2 separate regions of the Sus scrofa genome follow, and region 1 is linked to region 2. The links are chromatin contacts, called in public HiChIP or PLAC-seq maps. All regions are on one chromosome and are shown on one strand. Each heading gives the region's core, a stretch centred on a gene start, on an enhancer-like site or on the middle of the called end of the contact. The rest is flanking DNA. Distances are from core to core; before and after follow the strand shown.

Evidence for each region. HiChIP or PLAC-seq counts read pairs in DNA pulled down with a chosen protein or histone mark.
Region 1: an H3K27ac HiChIP or PLAC-seq map of alveolar macrophages shows a contact between it and region 2. The contact joins the promoter of EFHD2 here to the enhancer-like site in region 2. A contact is called at or near these places in 3 of 5 promoter capture datasets (fetal liver, fetal skeletal muscle and liver), 20 of 47 Hi-C or Micro-C datasets (alveolar macrophages, blood, brain and 12 more) and 2 of 2 datasets of contacts at active chromatin or transcription factors (alveolar macrophages and skeletal muscle).

What each region holds. Positions count from the first base shown.
Region 1 is chr6:74,650,157-74,654,505 of Sscrofa11.1, reverse strand. EFHD2 (EF-hand domain-containing protein D2) reads right to left here and starts at 2,692. Exons shown (of 4, transcript XM_003127628.6): 1 at 2,304-2,692. The coding sequence starts at 2,608.
Region 2 is chr6:74,584,831-74,589,293 of Sscrofa11.1, reverse strand. All of the region lies in intron 15 of FHAD1 (forkhead-associated domain-containing protein 1), which reads right to left. Among named protein-coding and RNA genes, the nearest start is that of EFHD2, 65 kb to the left of the region's middle. Within about 2 kb of position 1,758, at least 17 of the 83 cell types and tissues checked have an H3K27ac peak or open chromatin away from gene starts, as enhancers often do. A contact at or near this core is called in alveolar macrophages, mesenteric adipose tissue, retroperitoneal adipose tissue and 1 more, where this site is marked.

The DNA.
Region 1 (4,349 bases), core at 1,443-3,942, 64 kb before region 2:
TTTGGCATGTCTGGGTTCTCTGAACAGCTCCATCTTTTTCTTCGGCTGGGGAGGGGATGTCACCGAGCCCAAGAGGAAGAGGGCTCTGGTGGTGGGTCCATGAGGCAGAAAATCAGCCATGGACGCGGAAGAGGGTTGCAGGAGGGTATTTCCCCAGGTGGAAGCAGATAACTGTGATGGGAAACCCAGGTTCAGATCCTGACTCCATCATTTGCTAGCTGGGTGGCCTTGGCAAGTTAGTCAAATCTCTCAGTGCCCAGTCTGGGCCACTGCGCCACGGTGAGAATGACAGTTCTGTGTCATGGGGCTGCGGGAGGAATGAATGGAAGAGCTTCTTGGTCCCCAGACACTATTAATGCAGGGATCGTGGCGCATTGGAATAATCTCCCTTGCACGGCGGGGGGTGGGGTGGGGGGGCAGGCTCTACCAGGAAGTTCCCAACAGCTCTTCTATCAGGGCTGGAGTCCTGGACCTTCTGCTTTCCTGATACTGCCTGTTTGTGGTCAGGAGGCAACTTGAGAAGAACTTGCAGCCCAGACCCCAGAGTCAAAGAAGGAGGCTCCTCAGGGCCCAGGGGCCTCCACACAGAGGCCCCGAGGAGGGTTAAGGACTCAGTTCCCCTCAGGCTGATGCTCAGAAAAGCATGGTCCCAGCCGGTCCAGGTCTGAGAACCCAAACCCTCTTCCGCCGCATTGGGATCAAATGCAGAAGCAGCAGCTGCAGGGAGCAGTGAGAAGCGGGGAAGAGCCTTTCTCAAGCTTCGGGGTTGCAAAACAGCCCCTTCCTGGGCTTCCTGCTGTACCTGGGCACACAGTCCAGCCTACACTGACACCCCCCCCCGCCCTGCCCCGGGCCAAGAAAGGGCCAGCGCCCCTCCCTCTGGACCCTGGGCTGCCTGTTCCGGGCTGGTGGGGAGGAGACCTCCTGCTCCCAAGACTTGGCTGGAGGACGCTTCTACCTTTCGGATCCACCTCCAGATCCACTCCAGACCACACCCTGGGGCTGCTTCATCAGGGGTCGGGGGCAGGGGGATGGGCAACAAGACGCCAGAGGGGAAGAGTACCTACCTAAGGGCGGGGGTGGGGGGTGGGGGGGTGCTGAGTGCCTTCCCCCCTGCCCCACCCGCAGGCCCAAATGTGGCTGGGGTGGGGGGTGCAGTGTGGCTGACCCCCTCAATCCCAACTGGGTGAACCCAGGGATGGACCAGACGGGGACCGGAAGCCTTTCTCCCTAGTCACTTTACAGACATTTAAAGTTTTGTTGCTGTTATTGGGGGAGGGGTAAGCCCACAGGCCTGGAAGTACCTGTTCAACCTGCTGGGTTAAAAGGTAAAGCCAGGGGTGAGAGCAACTGGCCAAGTCAGACTGGAAGGTGTGGGGTGTCTGGGACCGTGTGTGCGGAGGGAAGGGGGCCCGCAGCGGGGGAGTGGGGCAAGGAGAGGTGGGGTGTTCCCACGGAAAGCAGGAGGCAGTGACTGCAAAGTGGGGGGAGGGCTGGCCAGGGCAAGAGGAGAGAAGGAAAGCCTGGGGAGGGAGGGGGGACTATGGGGGGGGTACATGCCTGCAGAGAAGGGGTCCCTCCCCAGCGTCAAGGATTGGGGTCCTGGCCAACGGGCTGGATGGGGGTAGAGGTGGGAGAACCTGAAGGGGCTTAGACCACAGTTTGCTGGCAGATGCCGAATAACTAGAGGGGGCGTGGGGGAGGGGTCTCGGCTCAGAACCCACGTTATGGGGGATCTGAGATAAGCAGAGGAAAGCAAAGGACCCCAAGAGAAAGACATGGTCACCTTTGCTGAGGCGCTGGAGGTGGGGTGGGGTGTTTCGGACCTGCGTTTGGGGGTGGGCTTGGAAAGGGAAAGGGAGGCCTCGGGGTCCTCAAGCACGATGTTTTGCAGGTGTGGAGAAGCATCGCTAACAAGGCAGGGATCCTAGGCCAGAGATCCGGAGTCTCCAGACCCGTGCGTGTGGTGCTAGCGGGGGCTCGCGGGGACTTATCTAAAAGGAGCCGCGGGGTCCCCCACTGTGTGTGCGCGCGTGCGGGGAGCCGGGGGCAGGCGTCACTGCGAGGAGGGGTCGCGTGCCAGGGGCCGCGGGTCCTCAGAGCTATATGCGTGGTGGGAAGGAGGTCCCGAAGCCAGCCTCGCGATTATCTGGAAGGGGCCGGGGGGTCCCCAGCCCTGCTGGGTCGGGGAGCTCGCCTGGCCGCCCGGGTCTCCACGGTGCGGGGTCCGGGCTTGGGGGCTCGGGAGCCGAGGCCGGCTCGCGGGGTAGGTGGGTGGGGGACCGAGTCGGGCGGGCACTCACTGCTTGAACATTTTCTCCATGTCCTTGATCTGCTTCCTGGAGAACTCCTTGAACTCGGTGTAGGGGTTGAAGACGCGGCGGCTGGGCGACTGGGGCTCGCCGATGCCCTGGTTGAGGTCGGCGCGCCGCAGCAGCTTGGCGCTCAGCTCGTCGTCCGCGCTGCCCAGCGCCTCGGCCGCCTCGTCGGGCGCCCCTGCCGCCGCCGCCGCCCCGTTCAGCCCGGGCTGCTCCGGGGCCTCGCCGCCGCCCTCGCCCTCCATCTGCAGCCGGCGGCTCAGCTTGCTGGCCAGCTCGTCCGTGGCCATGGTGGCCCGCGCGGCGCTCGCCTCGGCCCGGCCCCTGCTAACCGCGCGCCCGCACCGCCTCTGGCCGCGCTCTTCCTCTTCCTGACACTCCCCGGCGCCAGGCACCGCCCCCGAAGGTGGGACTTACTCCCCAGCCAGGCCCGCCCGCTCCCGCCCCCGCTCCCGGTCCTGCGCAGCCGGCGCGGGCTGGGTCTGGATCGCGGCGGCTCGAGTGTGCCGGGGGCGCGGGGTCCGCCACCATCCCGCCCCCCCCGTAAGGCTGGGGGGTCCCCGGAGAAAGCCACCCCCCCCCTCCGTCCTCACTGGGCCCGCCGAGCGCGAGAGGTCGGGCTGGGGGCCGGGGTTGAGGCGGGAAGGAAGAGGGGGTCCTGCAGTTTAGGTGAGGGTCTGGGGGGCGCCGCCCCCAACCCCTTCTCTGGAATCCCCGCGCGGTGGAGTCGTAATCCTGTGCGGCGTGACACCCTGTCGGTTGCCATGGAGACGACTCGATGTTACACACTGGCGTTCTCAATGAGGGTTGCAAGGGTAATGAAGAAGGTGGACCCAGGGAGCAGGAACCCCCGTTTAGATGTAACCGCAGCTGGAGCCGCTGCATCTTTTGGAAGGGGATGGACCAGCAGCTGCGAGGGAGATGGCGCTGGGCCTCAGCCCTGAGAGGTTCTTGGAGACCGCGGAAGACAGAAAGGGAGACGGGGCTGGTCCTCTCCCCCTGGGCCAGCACATCACATGAATGACTTGGCAGAACAGCTACTGGGCCACGCGGGTCGCCTGTGACTTTATTTTAGGGGAACTAGCAGGGAGATCTTGATGTTGCCGTTTTAGTGGGGATCCCAGAGGAGAGATGTCCCCTCCAAGGGCCCATGGGATGGGGAGTCAGGAAGAAGCCAGAGAGGATTTCTCTCTGTGCTCTGGTCTGTCACCTTAAAATGGCAAAGCTGTGGACCTCCAGCATCGGAAGAACGAAAGGGGTGGGGCTGGCTAATAAAACAGATTCCCAGGCTCCAGTCCAGACAGACAAAACTGATCTTTGGAATGAGGCCCAGAAATCTGCATTTCAACAGACACTCAGGGGAGTCTGGCTCCTCGAAGTTTGAGAACCACAACTATGCTTTGTGCTTATTCTCTAGGATGTTAGGATGATGCTCAAGATCATTTTGCAGAAATGGCTCCCACCAGCCAACATGCAGAGAAAAGATGGGGTCAGGGCTTAAAAAAAAAAAAAGCAACCCCAAAAAACAGTGCTCTTCAGGCAGAGAGCACTTGAGAACGTAGAAACTGTCAGCTGTTACAGACTGGTTTGTACAAAACAGATCCTCAATTGATATGTATTGATTTGCCATAGTATAAGAGTATTGCTAAATTCATTTAAAAATCAATTTTTAAAAAGGATAAAATTGAAAAAAAAGGCAAAATCCAGATAATACAAAATTTTCATTAATTTTTTTGTCTTTTGTCCTTTTTTTTTTTTAGGGCTGCACTCGTGGCATATAGAGGTTCCCAGGCTAGGGATCTAATTGGAGCTGTTGCCGCCGGCCTACGACAGAGCCACAGCAATGCCAGATCTGACTTCGTCTGCGACCTACACCACAGCTCATGGCAGCATGGGATCCTTAACCCACTGAGCCAAGGCCAGGGATTGAACTCGCAACCTTATGGTTCCTAGTCAGGTTCATTTCTGCTGCGCCATGATGGGAACTCCTCATTAATGTGTTTTTGAGACTATTTGAGTCCAATAAAGATG
Region 2 (4,463 bases), core at 509-3,008:
ACAGCTCATGGCAACGCCAGATCCTTAACCCACTGAGCAGGCCAGGGATTGAATCCATATCCTCACGGATACTATTTTGGGTTTGTAACCTGCTGAACTATAACAGGAACTCCCACCTTGTGTTTATAAAATGGCTGATCAGGAGTTCCCATCATGGCTCAGTGGCAACGAACCGGACTAGTATCCATGAGGACACGTGTTCGATCCCTGGCCCCACTCTTCGGGTTAAGGATCCAGTGTTGCCATGAGCTGTGGTGTAGGTTTCGGACGTAGCTCAGATCCCGCATTGCTATGGTTGTGGAGTGGGCTGGCAGATGCAGCTCTGATTCAACTCCTAGCCTGGGAACCTCCATTTACCATGGGTACGGTCCTAAAAAGAAAAAAAAAATTAAAAGTTTATCAGCTTTGCTTGGGCTCAAATCCAAATTTCTCTTGGCAGGTGGATAATAAAAGCAATGGAACTCCTATCGACTAAGTGTCAACTGTGTGCAAAACTGTGAGCTGGTTGTGGGGGGTGATAGGGAGCCATTCCCTAAGGGACTTATGGCTCAGTCTGAGAGACGGGGTCCATGTGCCTGATGGGAAACAGACAGGGACCCGGGTAGCGTGGAAGGAGGGGGCGTGTGAGAATCCCAGAGGACAGACCATTCACCCGCCGTGATGGCTGCTTGGCTGAGGAGCCAGTGGGCATGGGCATTGGTGGGAACGCAGCTGGAGGGGAGGGCGTTCCACAGTGGAAGGTGTGGTAGGATAAATGGTGCCCCCAAAGATGTCCTGATCCAAGGCGCCTATGAATGTGACCTTGCGGGGCAGAAGGAACTTTGCAGCTGTGATGAGGTGATGGAGAAGGTACCCTGGCCTCTCTCGGTGGACTCAGTAGAGTCACAGGGTTCTCATAAGAAGCAGAGGGAATCTGATTACAGACGGAGGAGAAAGCGAGGTGACAGAAGCAGAGAGAGAGTTGCAGGTGTGCCACTATGGCTTTGAAGACGGCAGAAGGGCCACGGGATAAAGCTCTAGAGCCTGATAAAGGTGAGGACACGGATTCTTTCCTAGAGCCTCCGGAAGGAACCAGCCTCTTGCCTTTACCTTTGTGAAAGTGACTATGGACTTCTGGCCTCCAGAGCTGGACAAGAATGAGTATGAGTTGTGTTAAGCCACTAAGTTTGTGGTAATTTGTCCTAACAGCCATAGGAAATGAATATGGGGAGTAGTGAAGGCAGGAGGGGAGGTAGGGAAAGGCAGTGCATGTTCTGGAAGAGGGTAGAGCTTACCTGGGCTGGAGCGGATGATGGGGGAGGGGAGGAGGAGAGGGAAGAGCTGGGGTGGATGGCTGAGGTCAATTTGGGGCCGGCCTGGAACAGTAGCCTCAAGAGTGTCAACTTGATTTAAACATCACCGAAGTGTCATGAATGTGACTTGCGTGCCTGGCCTTCCGCGACGAAATCAATGCATCTCCCTACTGTATCATCCGACTCTCAGCCCATTTTACAGATGAGGTGGTCGGGCTCCGAGACACGCAGCTGCTGGATGCCATACAGCTGGCAATTGGTTGAGCCAGGGCTTGGGCTCCTGGTGGTGTGACTCCAGGGTCTGAGTCACTGCTATTTCAGCTGCTGATGGAGCAGTGAGTTGGCTTAATGATGGGTGTTTCCCCCCCACCCCCGCCCAGAAAAATAAGTGTGATGAATTAGAGAGGAAGGAGCCAGCAGGGTTTCGTAACTGCAGCACTTGTGACCTCTTGGGCTGGACAAGTCTCTGCTGTGGGGGCTGTTCTGTGCACCACGGGACGTTCAGCAGCGCCCCTGGCCCCTGCCCACTGGATGCCAGGAGCACCACCGCCCCCGGCTGTGATAATCAAAGATGAGAGGGTTTCGAGGAAGAGAACCTGGAGGGGGAGGGAGGTGAGGCTCTACGTCGGTTCCTCAAGAGGCAAAGTACGAAGCTGGCATTGAGGACAGAGGGTGCAAAACACTTCACGATCTCAGTGGAACAGCGGTGTCAGCGGCAGAAAAGGAACTAAAGATGTGCCATCTTGAATGTTTGATGACAAAGGAGTAAAAGCGAGAGAAAGAGGCTGGAGATGCCGAAGAAGGAAGTCGTGATTTAGGACCTTGGGCACAAGATCACCCGGGCGGCAGCCAGGAGGGGAGGTGCCGGGAGGGAAGAACTGCGTCTGGGGAAGACGGAGGGAAGGGAGAGAAGATGGGTGCGGAGAGAGGATGGAGGGGAGCTGAACAGGCTCCAGCCTGGGCCCTTGACCTCTGACAACGCAATGTGCCGAGAAGGTCCAGCTTGGAAGAGTGAGGATAAGAGTTTTGCAGTAATAGCTATCAAGCATTCAGTACTTGCTGTGTGCCAGGCACCAGGCCAGGACTTTTACATGTGATATTTGGTTTCTTTCTTTTTCTTTCTTTCTTTCTTTTTTTTTTTTTTTTTAAATGCTCTTTAGGGCTGCACCTGAGGCATATGGAGGTTCCCAGGCTAGGGGTTGAACCGGAGCTCTAGCTGTTGGCCTACACCACAGCTCCTGGCAACGCCGGATCCTTAACCCACTGAGCAAGGCCAAGGATTGAACCCAAAACCTCATGGTTCCTAGTCAGATTTGTTTCTGTTGCACCACGACGGGAACTCCTACATGTGATGTTTTCTAATCATCACAAACAACCCAGGAAGGAAATGCCTTTGTGTTTACAGGTGAGCACAGACGCTCGGCAAGGTTAAGCTGCAGGGCTGGCAAGCAGTAGGATCAGAATTCAGACCTAGGTCTGGCATCCTCTTTTGAGAGAGGCTGGAGACTTGGGAGGGCTGGTTGGGCTGGCGGATGTGAAGTGTGCGTTGGGAGAGGTGCCGTGGGAGGATTCTGAGATGGCAGAGATGGGTGATGTTGGCTTGGGCCTTGGCAACCTGGCGAATGGATGGATTTCTGGGGCTAAATTGAGGGGAATCTGGGATTGCGCTCAGATGCCACCTGTGACCCAGGAACCTGAGGGGAAGCGTCAAATCCTGGGTAGGATCCGAAGAGGCTCAGGGAGAGAGGGAAGTTAAAGGTGCTGAAGGGGAAGGGGGAGTGTATGATCTCCGTTCCAGATTAGACAAGGAACTGTAATCAGAAAGCGATTTCCCAGATTTCCTGTCATGGCTCAGCGGTAACAAACCCAACTGGTATCCATGAGGATGTGGGTTTGATCCCTGGCCTTGCTCAGTGGGTTAAGGATCCAGCATTGCCGTGAGCTGGGATGTGGGTCTAAGATGCAGCTTGGATCCCAAGTTGCTGTGGCTGTGGTGTAGGCCAGCAGTTGCAGCTCTGATTCAGCCCCTGGCCTGGGAACTTCCATATGCTACAGGAGCAGCAGTTTAAAAAAAAAAAAAAAGCAATTTCCCTCTTTGGGAGAAGTAGCAATTCTTCTGCTTGTTCTTGCCGTATCTGTGGCATGTGGAAGTTCCCAGGCCAGGGATCAATCCTGCACCACAGCAGTGACTCAAGTCACAGCTGTTAACAACACCAGACCCTTAAACCATTAGGCCACCAGGGAACTCCCACAATTCTTCATTGTATTTCTTGGTACAAAAGTTCCATAGGCCCATTACACAAATCCAAACACTATGGAAATCTATAAATGTGGAAATCCAATGGAAAATGTTCCCTACTGGATCCTCAGTGGCCAGCACATAGTAGGCCCAGAAAAAATAGTTGCTGAATGACCTAGTGAGGGTCAAGGCCCACCCAGTCCCACCAATGCTGGGACAATACTGTCAACCCTTTCACGTCATTTTCTCCAGATTTTTCCCTTTGGTCAGATACTGACACTTAAAAAAAAAAAAAAAAAAAAAAAGAGTGGGCAAACACTGCGTATATTGTGTTACCACTTGCTTTTTTTTCACTTAAAAATACTGCTTATCTTGGCTATCAGAGAAAGAGCCACTTCTATGTATGCAGGGAAGGCTTTCATTTGTTAACAGTCTTGAAAAAATAGACACAGTCAACTGAGCTTGCAGAGAAAAATGTAAAGAGTCCTTTGTTTCCTTTATCAAAAGAAACCGAGAAACTAGGCAAGAGGAGAGAGGAACTAACTTTTAAATCTCTCCTTACACCTCTGAGCTTCCTGGCAAATCCTTCACCAATCAGATATTTTTATTTTAAGTCATAGATTTATTTTTTAAATTGAGGTATAGCTGATATAAAACATTATACGTTTCTGCTGTACAATACAGCGATTCATTCTTTTTTTTCTGGCCGCACCATGGCATGCAGAAGTTCCCAGGCTAGGGACTGACTGGCAGCATAGCAGTGACAATGCTATATCTTGAACTTGTTCCCTGACAAGCCACCAGGGATCTCCAAAAATTTCATTCTTTTTTTAGGGTGGAGTAGTACTCCATTGTATATAAATACCACATCTTCTTTAGTTATCCACCTGCTGATAGACACTTAGGTTGCTTCCATATCTTGGCTATTGCAA